2 separate regions of the Gossypium hirsutum genome follow, and region 1 is linked to region 2. Evidence: chromatin contacts called from public Hi-C data. All regions are on one chromosome and are shown on one strand. Each heading gives the region's core, a stretch centred on a gene start, on an enhancer-like site or on the middle of the called end of the contact. The rest is flanking DNA. Distances are from core to core; before and after follow the strand shown. Region 1 holds the start of LOC107959774 (heparan-alpha-glucosaminide N-acetyltransferase). Region 2 has its middle 9.2 kb from the start of LOC107959768.

Evidence for each region. Hi-C and Micro-C count contacts between places; a contact is called where the count stands out from the background.
Region 1: a contact with region 2 is called in a Hi-C map of leaf, with 2.5 times the contacts expected there. The contact joins the promoter of LOC107959774 here to the enhancer-like site in region 2. A contact is called at or near these places in 7 of 34 Hi-C or Micro-C datasets (callus and leaf).

What each region holds. Positions count from the first base shown.
Region 1 is chrA05:103,106,253-103,110,545 of Gossypium_hirsutum_v2.1, forward strand. It overlaps LOC107959774 (heparan-alpha-glucosaminide N-acetyltransferase), which reads left to right and starts at 2,754. Exons shown (of 13, transcript XM_016895909.2): 1 at 2,754-3,507. The coding sequence starts at 3,202. It overlaps LOC107959773, which reads left to right. Exons shown (of 5, transcript XM_016895908.2): 3 at 127-530; 4 at 612-681; 5 at 909-1,181. The coding sequence ends at 972.
Region 2 is chrA05:102,964,398-102,969,043 of Gossypium_hirsutum_v2.1, forward strand. No RefSeq gene overlaps it. Among protein-coding and RNA genes, the nearest start is that of LOC107959768, 9.2 kb to the right of the region's middle. Within about 2 kb of position 2,599, at least 7 of the 9 cell types and tissues checked have an H3K27ac peak or open chromatin away from gene starts, as enhancers often do. A contact at or near this core is called in leaf, where this site is marked.

The sequences.
Region 1 (4,293 bases), core at 1,504-4,003, 140 kb after region 2:
GTTTATTTTTATGAACCAACAGAATACTTATAGTTTGAGATACAGGGACATAAAAGCTAAATTTTGTACTTTCTGCTTATGATAGATGCTGGGAATTCGTATTCATGTATTCTACCCACTGAACAGGTCAGCATCTCAACATTCTCGGGCAGCCACTAATGCATTTTTGAGAGGTGACCACTTTTCTGCACAGCAGCACTCTCAAAATGCTAGAGAAGAATGGTTAGCAGCTCAGAGACTTAATGCTAAGGCAGCCAGAGAAATTTTAAGCATCAGAAATAGTGACAATGACTTGTGGAAGCTGGACTTGCATGGTCTTCATGCAGCAGAAGCTGTGCAAGCCTTGCATGAACATCTGAGACGGCTTGAGACACGGGTGTCAGGAGGCTGTTCAGTTTCCCTGAATGGAGTGAAGGCAAATAATGGGATTGTACGTTCTTCATCTGTTGGCACAATTAGTTCTATGGATAAACTGGGTAAATCACAGACTTCGTCTAGGCAGGTACCTGCATCATTAGAAGTTATAACAGGTAATCTTGTGTCATTAAAGAAATACCTGTCAGATTAGTCAATGCAGCTGCACTGATGCTTTTGTTTTACCACTACCACAGGTGTTGGGAATCATAGTCGTGGACAAGCATCTCTCCCCACAGCTGTTAGAGGCTTCCTCATCGAAAATGGGTTAGACATTTGATCACTTCCCTTTTATCCCGTTTTGTATGGAGTTTTCACCACACTCACACATCCACCTTCCCAAAGTTTAAAGCACATATTGCAAGAGTTAGGTGCATTTATTGTCTCTTTTTGTCTTATAATAATGGGGCTAAACTAAAACACATGATAAAGTTTCTTCATCTAAGTAACGTTGAAGATGATGAAGATGATGCTGAAGCAAATTTTGTTTGCAGGTATCGCTTTGATGAAACGAGGCCAGGACTGATTACTGTTCGACCCAAATTCCGATGTAGTTGAAGGTTTTGATCGACAGTTGTTTGTAGAATGCAGAGAGATGTATTGACATTGCATAAGAATGTATACCATTTTACTAATGGAAGAGATTGTTTGACAAATTGGGTTGTGCACTAAAATTATAAACGAAAACCTCCCGAGTGTTACATACCAATGTGCATTAACAAATATTTAATTAGATTTTTTATGAATTACTTGGAGAAGTTTATATATTCTTTGTTTAGTCCATTTTTATGTATTTCCAATTTTTAAGAGGTGATATATTTTCTTCATTGAAAAGAAAAATCCGCAACTCGAAGAACCCACTCAAAAGAGAATAACCTTAAGTTGCATAAACTTGATAATATATATATTTATGAAAGACGACATTAAGTACATTTTTCGTACAATTTATAATTTTTTAATTTTCAAATAAGAAACCTCCACCCTTTATCAGCATCATTGTAACGAAAAGCAATATTAGAAAAGAAGAAACTAAAAATGGTTAAAAGTAAAGAAAATTGTCGATTAGATTGAGTTTAGTAAATATTAGATAAAGGTGTAGGCAGCTCATGATTCATGCATGAAATGTGAGGCATGTGAATTGTGACTCATTTCCTATTATCACACCAAACGAAATGCTTTGCAATTATGGGACGATTCACTTTCAGCACTACTAATTTCAGTTACCATCCCTTTACCTTTCCACATTCTGTTTTAAACCCCAGGTTAAACTAGACATTATAATTTTAAAAATAATTATAGTACGTGAAAATATACCTACATAAAACAACTATAAAGTTCATCATCGACGATGGTTAAGTTCAAGCAAAACTTTGAAACCCCCTATATTTTTTATATGTTAATTGTGTATATAATGACGATCAATTCTAAAATCAATATTTTACCTTTTAAAGGAAGTCCATAGCTTATGATAACAACGTCCTGAGACCAATAAACTTTTATTTTTTTCAATAATTATTCCAGGTTTTCTTTGGATTTTAATTTGTGACACATTTATTAAATAGATAAATATGATAATTTCTATTATTTTTATTTTCGTTCGTAAATTAAGTTTAAAAAATATAATTTGTTAAAATGTTTTTCTTTGTTGAATTTATTGTTTGTTTATCAAATATATGTATTTTTTAAATTATAACTATAACTGTACTTATAAATAGTAAATAAATCATTATAAAACACTAATGGACTGATAAGCTAAATATGTATGGCTTTAAATCAGAATAAATATGAAGATAATTCATATATAATGAAATTTAAGCCAAAATAGATCTAGATAAGATGAGATTCAAAGTTAAAATCTCAATTTTCAAAATACTGAAATTATTATTATCCAAAGGTTTTACCTTAACATCATTTGATTCAAATAAAATTAAATTCAAATTGCAAAACAAAAGAGAACATATGTAATTATATAAAAAAATTTAAAAAATTATTTTTAGTAAATCCAAAAGAGATTTGAAATAAATATAAATATGGTAGAATAGTATGATATATTTCATATAGCATAAATTTATATTTATATAAAAATATTAATCATGTCCACTAACTTAATTAAATCATTATAATTTATTTTTAAAATAAAATAAAAAACGAAAATTAGAATTTGTTATTTCAAGTTACTATATTTAATTCTTTGATACCTATCCCACTACAATAGGAGTAGCTAGTAGGAAAGAGAGAGTGGAAGTATATGGAAAGGGCGAAAGGTGCTACTTTTTTGTTTTTTTCCAATGGTCCAATCCATTTATATTAAAAAAAGTATTTAATAGAATATTTGATTAATATCGGTTACGGATCTCCAATAGTTAAACTCTTGCTCAAATTACAACTCTCTTTTTTTCTTTTGGAAATAAAAATAAAATCTAAATAAAGATATGGGCTACACTGCAGTTCGATTGATTCCATCCATAAATCTGTTTACAGTGATATAGTAATAATAAAATAATATTCCTATAAAAAGAATTCGAAAACTCTTTCCTAAAATCCTTGTAACCAAAGATATTTATGCTTCCTCTTTTCTTGAATCCTATAAAATATAACACACAATCAAGCTTAGATGTTTATCTTTTAAGCTTCTTTCCTTCTTTTGTTTCTTGTTTTCTTCTTCTTCTTTTCTCATTGATATTATCATACAACCTTTCTTTCCTTCTTTTTAATTTTCAGTTCAGCGAATGTTGGTTTGATTGAGGAGGAAAAAAGAGAGGAGATTGTAGAGTGTGTGTGTGGCAAATGGCGATGGAATACGAACCAATCAAGCCATATGCAGATGATTTAGAGGATTCTGTTTATACGCAAGAAAAGCATTTCAGCATTGATATTGATATTATTGGCAATGCTGAGAAAATCCAAGATGATGATGGAAGTAAGAATTTGAATCAGCTGGCTTTTCGGATCTCTGACCCAAACATTGCTAACAAAGGTGATGAAAGCCCCTTCATTCCCGCTTCCAACTCCACAAACCTTCCTCTCCACCGTCAACAGCCGCCGCAGCACCGGCTTATTTCCTTGGACGTTTGCCGGGGCCTCACCGTTGTGGTAAAATCTCCTCTCTCTTTTTAACCTAGCTATCTCAAAATATAACTTCACTGTTGACTGTTCTCAATTTTTACTGCCTGACTTTTCGCTTTTTATGGTACACCCGTTACGCCAGTAAAAGAATATAATTAAAAATTAATATTACTGCATTGTTAATTATAAATATAAATATTGAAAATAAATTACATGAGGTTATTTGTTAAAAAATTTAAATATGTGGTGTGTTGAGAGTTTTTAGTCAAGCTTAAAGAATTTATTTTTTTCATATTAATTTTCAAGTGTTTGAATATACCAATAATGCTTTAAATTAAAACAGAACTGATTAGTGGCAATTCTTTTATAGAAAAGTACGGAAAATCATTATTTTTAGTTAACCTCTATTCGTCTCTCTCATTATTATTTTGTCATCAATGCGTGCATCCGTTAAATATGATTTTAATTATTTCTTTTGGGCAGTTGGATTTCATGAATGCTTATCCAGGGTTAGGTTTCTTACAAATTTAAAGAGTTCTGAAAAGAAAATATAGTTTTTCTAGGTCAAAATATATCATAACTTCTGTAATTTTTGAAAAATTGAAATCTAATTTTTTAAATTTCAAATTTCTGATCTAATTATTAAATTTTGTTAAATATAAGTTTATTATAATTAATCTGTTTTAGCTAGAAAAAATTTTAATTTCAAAATAGTATTAACAGAGAGATAAGAATTTTTAACGATTATATAAATAAAAAAACAGTTTAAATTACAAATATTCAAAGAGTAAGGAAAAAATGTTTAGGTCAACC
Region 2 (4,646 bases), core at 1,349-3,848:
CCTTGCCACCTGTGGGGTCTGATGGACCTCTTCTCAAGTCACCTATCCGAAGCTTGGACAGAAGAATGGTTAAACAGGGGAACCATGCTGCTGTGGAGGTTCTCATTAAATGGGCGGACACTTTTCCTGAGGATTCCACTTGGGAAAACCTGCAGACTCTTAAGCATCGTTTCCCTGAGTTTGATCCGTGAGGACAAGAATCCTTTTCAGGGGAGGGGTATTTGTTATGGAATGGTTTTCATATTTTTATATTTTCGTTATTTCTGTTAATTCTCTTATGATGTATGCTGCGTTTTATCTCATTTCTATTCTGGTGAAACGGTACGATTTTTGTATTAGTTAAACGATGTGTTTTGGTCTATTCTATGGTTTGTGTGAGATGTTATTTGGTTTCAATATATACTTGACAAAAGGAACAGAAAAACGGTTATGAAAAGTTTAACACAAAATTTCCACTATTCTCTCTTATGCTTCTATCAATCTTTCTTCTTTTTTCTATTTTGGGTTCTCTTCTCTTCTATATATTTTCTGTTTAGATTCTTTCCGTGACACATAACCCTATAAATAACCCTAAAACACCATAAAAATAGAGAAATCCAAATTAATAGGATAAAAAAATGTAAGAAGCAGAGGACCTATTTGGCAATTAATTTGCCTAAAATTTCAAAATCGAGGAGAAATCAAAGGCAGAGGAATGAGAACTACAATTAGTCCATTCGGCGATCCTTTTCTGCAAAAGGTAGGACGTAGAAGGAATTATGTAGAAAATATCTCTTTACATAACCCTATAAATAACCCTAAAACACCAAAACAAGCATTCATTTCTTTCTAAGTTTTTAAACTGACTTTTTTCTTTTTTCTTTGCTTCACTTTCTTCTCCGACGAGGCTCCACCGTCAGAGAACACAAGAGTTCTTCTGTTCTCGGCTGCGGGCCACCATGGCCGTTAAAAACATTTCTTTTTTTTTTTCTTTTTTTTAAATCTTTTGGTTTTCTTTCTAAAACTCTTCTGAAAAATGATTTTGAAAAAAATATATTTTATAAACACTTTTTTTTTAATTTCTTAGATCTTAGAAAACTCAGATCTATTGTTGAAGATCTATAATCTAAAAGAAAGAAAAGAAACGAGAGGGGGAAAAAGAAGGGATCGGGGAAACGGGGAGAAAGATGGAAAATTAGAGTTCGGGAAAACGAAAGCCGGGGTTCATCGCCACCATTCACGACTGCAGAACGGCGTCGGGCTCCCCTTGGTTTTGTTCTAAATGCATGCTGAAAAAAAAAAGAATGGCCAAGTGGCCCGAAACGAATAACGGCCAAAGGCTGAGCCAAGTAGAGAAGGGAAGAATCTACCTCTTTGTTTTTTGTTCTTCTTTCCTTTTCTGCTCAGTTTTCTCCTCTCTTTTTTTTTTATTTTTTTAAGGTTTCTAGTATCCTACTGATTCTTACCATTATATATTTTTTTATTTCTATGCAGGTTTATATACGGAGTTCATTAATCCTGATTATTGCTAATCTTTTGGTTTATTCTTGTTAATCTGCAGGTTTATTTCTATCTAGGTTTATATACACAATTGCTAACCAGATTGGCCGAGGTTAATCTTTTGATTTAGCAAACGATCTTCCAATTGGCCTGACACCAGATTGGGTTGAATATTTAAAATTGGGCTTGAAAACACTCTTGGGACTTCATATTTTAAAATAAAAACTAATTGGGTTTTAAATGGAAATTGGATCTGAATTAAATTTTATAATTGATTTGGATTTTTAAGTAAAAAAAGGGCTTCCAAAGGGCCTCAAAAACAAATAAACATTCGAGCTTAAAAAGTCTTGAAAAGGACTTTCAATGACCCTAACTGGGTTCCATAAAAATATTAAGCAAGCTGGATTTTAAATTCAAAACCTAATTTGAAAACAGTTCAAATTCATTCTTAAAACCAACCATGAATGGCCCAGTTTCAATTACCAAAATCCAATTTACTCACTCAATTTCGAAAGAATTTAACCTTAGCCTATGATTTAAAAAATTGAGCATCTTAATTCTAAAACTAAGCTTGGTTCTAAAATTAGCTTAAAAGGTCTATTTTAAAAAGAGAAACTCGTAACTCTCTAATTCAATACAATCAAAGCTCAAAGCCATGATTTTGGGTTGCTTCAACGGATTTAGATGTCTACATCTACCCCTCTTTTTATGCCCCTTTTTATGCATTGTTTGTGTAGCAAGGAACATACAAAGAAGTAGACACCTTAAGCCCTCAGTACACAATCGAAATCAAAACAGATCAGAACAAAACTTACATTATTCAAAGCCTAAAACGTAAATATTAAATTGCCAAAATATATAAATAGTGGAAACAAAATAAAGTCGAACCTCGCAACCAAGTCTTTGAAACAAAAATACAGTAGAAATGAAAATGGACTTCACAACTAAGTCACTAAAACACAATAGAAATGTAAACGAACCTCACAACTAAGCCTCTAAAATGCAAGAAGCCTTCAAAATGCAACAAAAATGTAGATGGACCTAATAACTAGGCCGCTAAATGCAGCAAAAATGCAAATGAAAATTGGACCTCACAACTAGGTTTTTAAAATGCAACAAAAACATAAATAGATCACACAACTAGGCCTCTAAAATGCAATAGAATGTAAGATGGACATCACAACTAGGCCTCTAAAATATAATGGAAACATAAAATGGATCTCACAACTAAGCCTTTAAAATGAAATAAAATGTAAATGAACCTCACAACTAAGCCTCTAAAAAGAAAACTGAACTCCACGTTTGGGTCTCTGAGATACAAACGGAGCTTCACACATTGGTCTCTAAAGAAAATGAACCTTTGAGCGAAGGTTTAAAGATAACCTTGAGAAATGTTGGGAGCAATGACCCTAAGATAATCCCTAAAGAGGTTGAGAAATATCTTCGAGTAAAGATCCTAAAATAATCTCGAGAAAGGTCAAGAAATATCTTTGAGAAAGATCCTAAAAGAAGAGAAGTAGGAAGCCTTTTAAAATTTTTCAATCATCATTTTAACTTTATAATAAAAGTAATGCAATCAACATTTCTTCCTTGCAAAAAAGTGAGGGTTATAAAAAATATTTGTAATTGAGATATGCCCAAAAGATCGGCAATCAAAATAATATAAAAAAATGAAAAGGAAGAAATAATCGTGAGATTCCATGCTTCAAAATAAAGAATAAATTTCTTAACAAGAAAGATATGAAAAGGGTATCAAAGTTTAGTGTCAATTTCCCAAGTAGTGAATATTTAAGCAATCTCATTAAATCATTCAAAATTTTCTTTCAAAAATCCATCTCATTAATGTTCTCAAAATTATGTGATGCTTCTTAATCCCTCTTGTGATGGTGCAGCTCATACTGCGCCTTTAAAAAGAATTTAGCTTTCTTAATGCTTCTAGTTCTTTAACTCATTTAGTCTCAATTTCATCCATTATTGTTCATAATCTTTGTTGGCATCTTATTTCCTAACATTCAGCTCTTATCAGTTTTATATTCTGCTCTAGCTTAGTCTAAGCTACTTTTTCAAGTTTTCAACTTTGACTAACCGTAATTATTTAGACCCCCATTTCGGGCTTTCGCCTTCCACTTTTTTATTTTTTTTTCTCTTTTCTTTTTTCATTTTCTTCTAGCAAAATCGATTCTAACAAGTCTACAATCAAAGTAACTCTAACATCAAACCAATGAAAGATTGCTCTCCTTATCGTGTGCAATTTTCTCAGATGCACTTGTACCAAATAATATCATTTTTCACTAAATGATTTAACAATTCGAATATTCACAATTAGTCAAAATGGTCTTTCAAGGGTTGTAATGTCAGCTCGGATTTGGGTTGTCAAGAAAAGTCCAAGTAGGCTCAAATATACGCTTACGGGGTTTACACCAAATGACCAATTTCTTTTGAGAATCTTCATTTTTCCAAGGGCATATGATATTTCTTTTTCTTGATTCCTTTTTTTTACCCTTTTTTTTTTTTGTGGATCACTCTAGACTACCTATTTCTAGGTTTTCACCCTAAAGCTCATTTCCTTCTTTTATACTTTCGAAGACTTCACAATTTCCCAAAAGTTAACTTCTTGATTTGAATGACCATATTTGATCAAAGATGAACTTTCAATAGTTATAACGTTTTCTGAGTTTAAGGGTTAAGAAAAACAGTAATCCAAACTCAAAATTTTATTTGAAAGGGTAACAAAACCATGAGAAATTATTTGAATCATTGATTTATTATTCCATCTCCTAATAAATCTTCTTTATTCTTATTTCTCCTATTTTTTCCTCTTTCTTTTTTTTTCTTTTTTTTCCTTTTCCTTTTATTTCTCTCTCCCTTTCTCATAATTTTTTTTCAACTTGTTTTTCTCTTTTCTTTCTTCTTTTTTCTATTAGAATGAGCTCAGAAATTCAAAATTTTAAAATTTATTCCTCATGATCTTTATCGTCAATCCATGATACTTAATGAATGACTTTAATTGAGGTTTGAGAAATAAAATATATCATGCTAGATCAAAATGAGGTAGCAAAGGATATAACACTACAGCAAAATTAACTTTTAGCGGCGTTTTTTTAAGCCTTTAGCGGCACTTTTAAGCGCCACTAAAACTTTCGCGGCGTTTTTATAAGCGCCGCAAA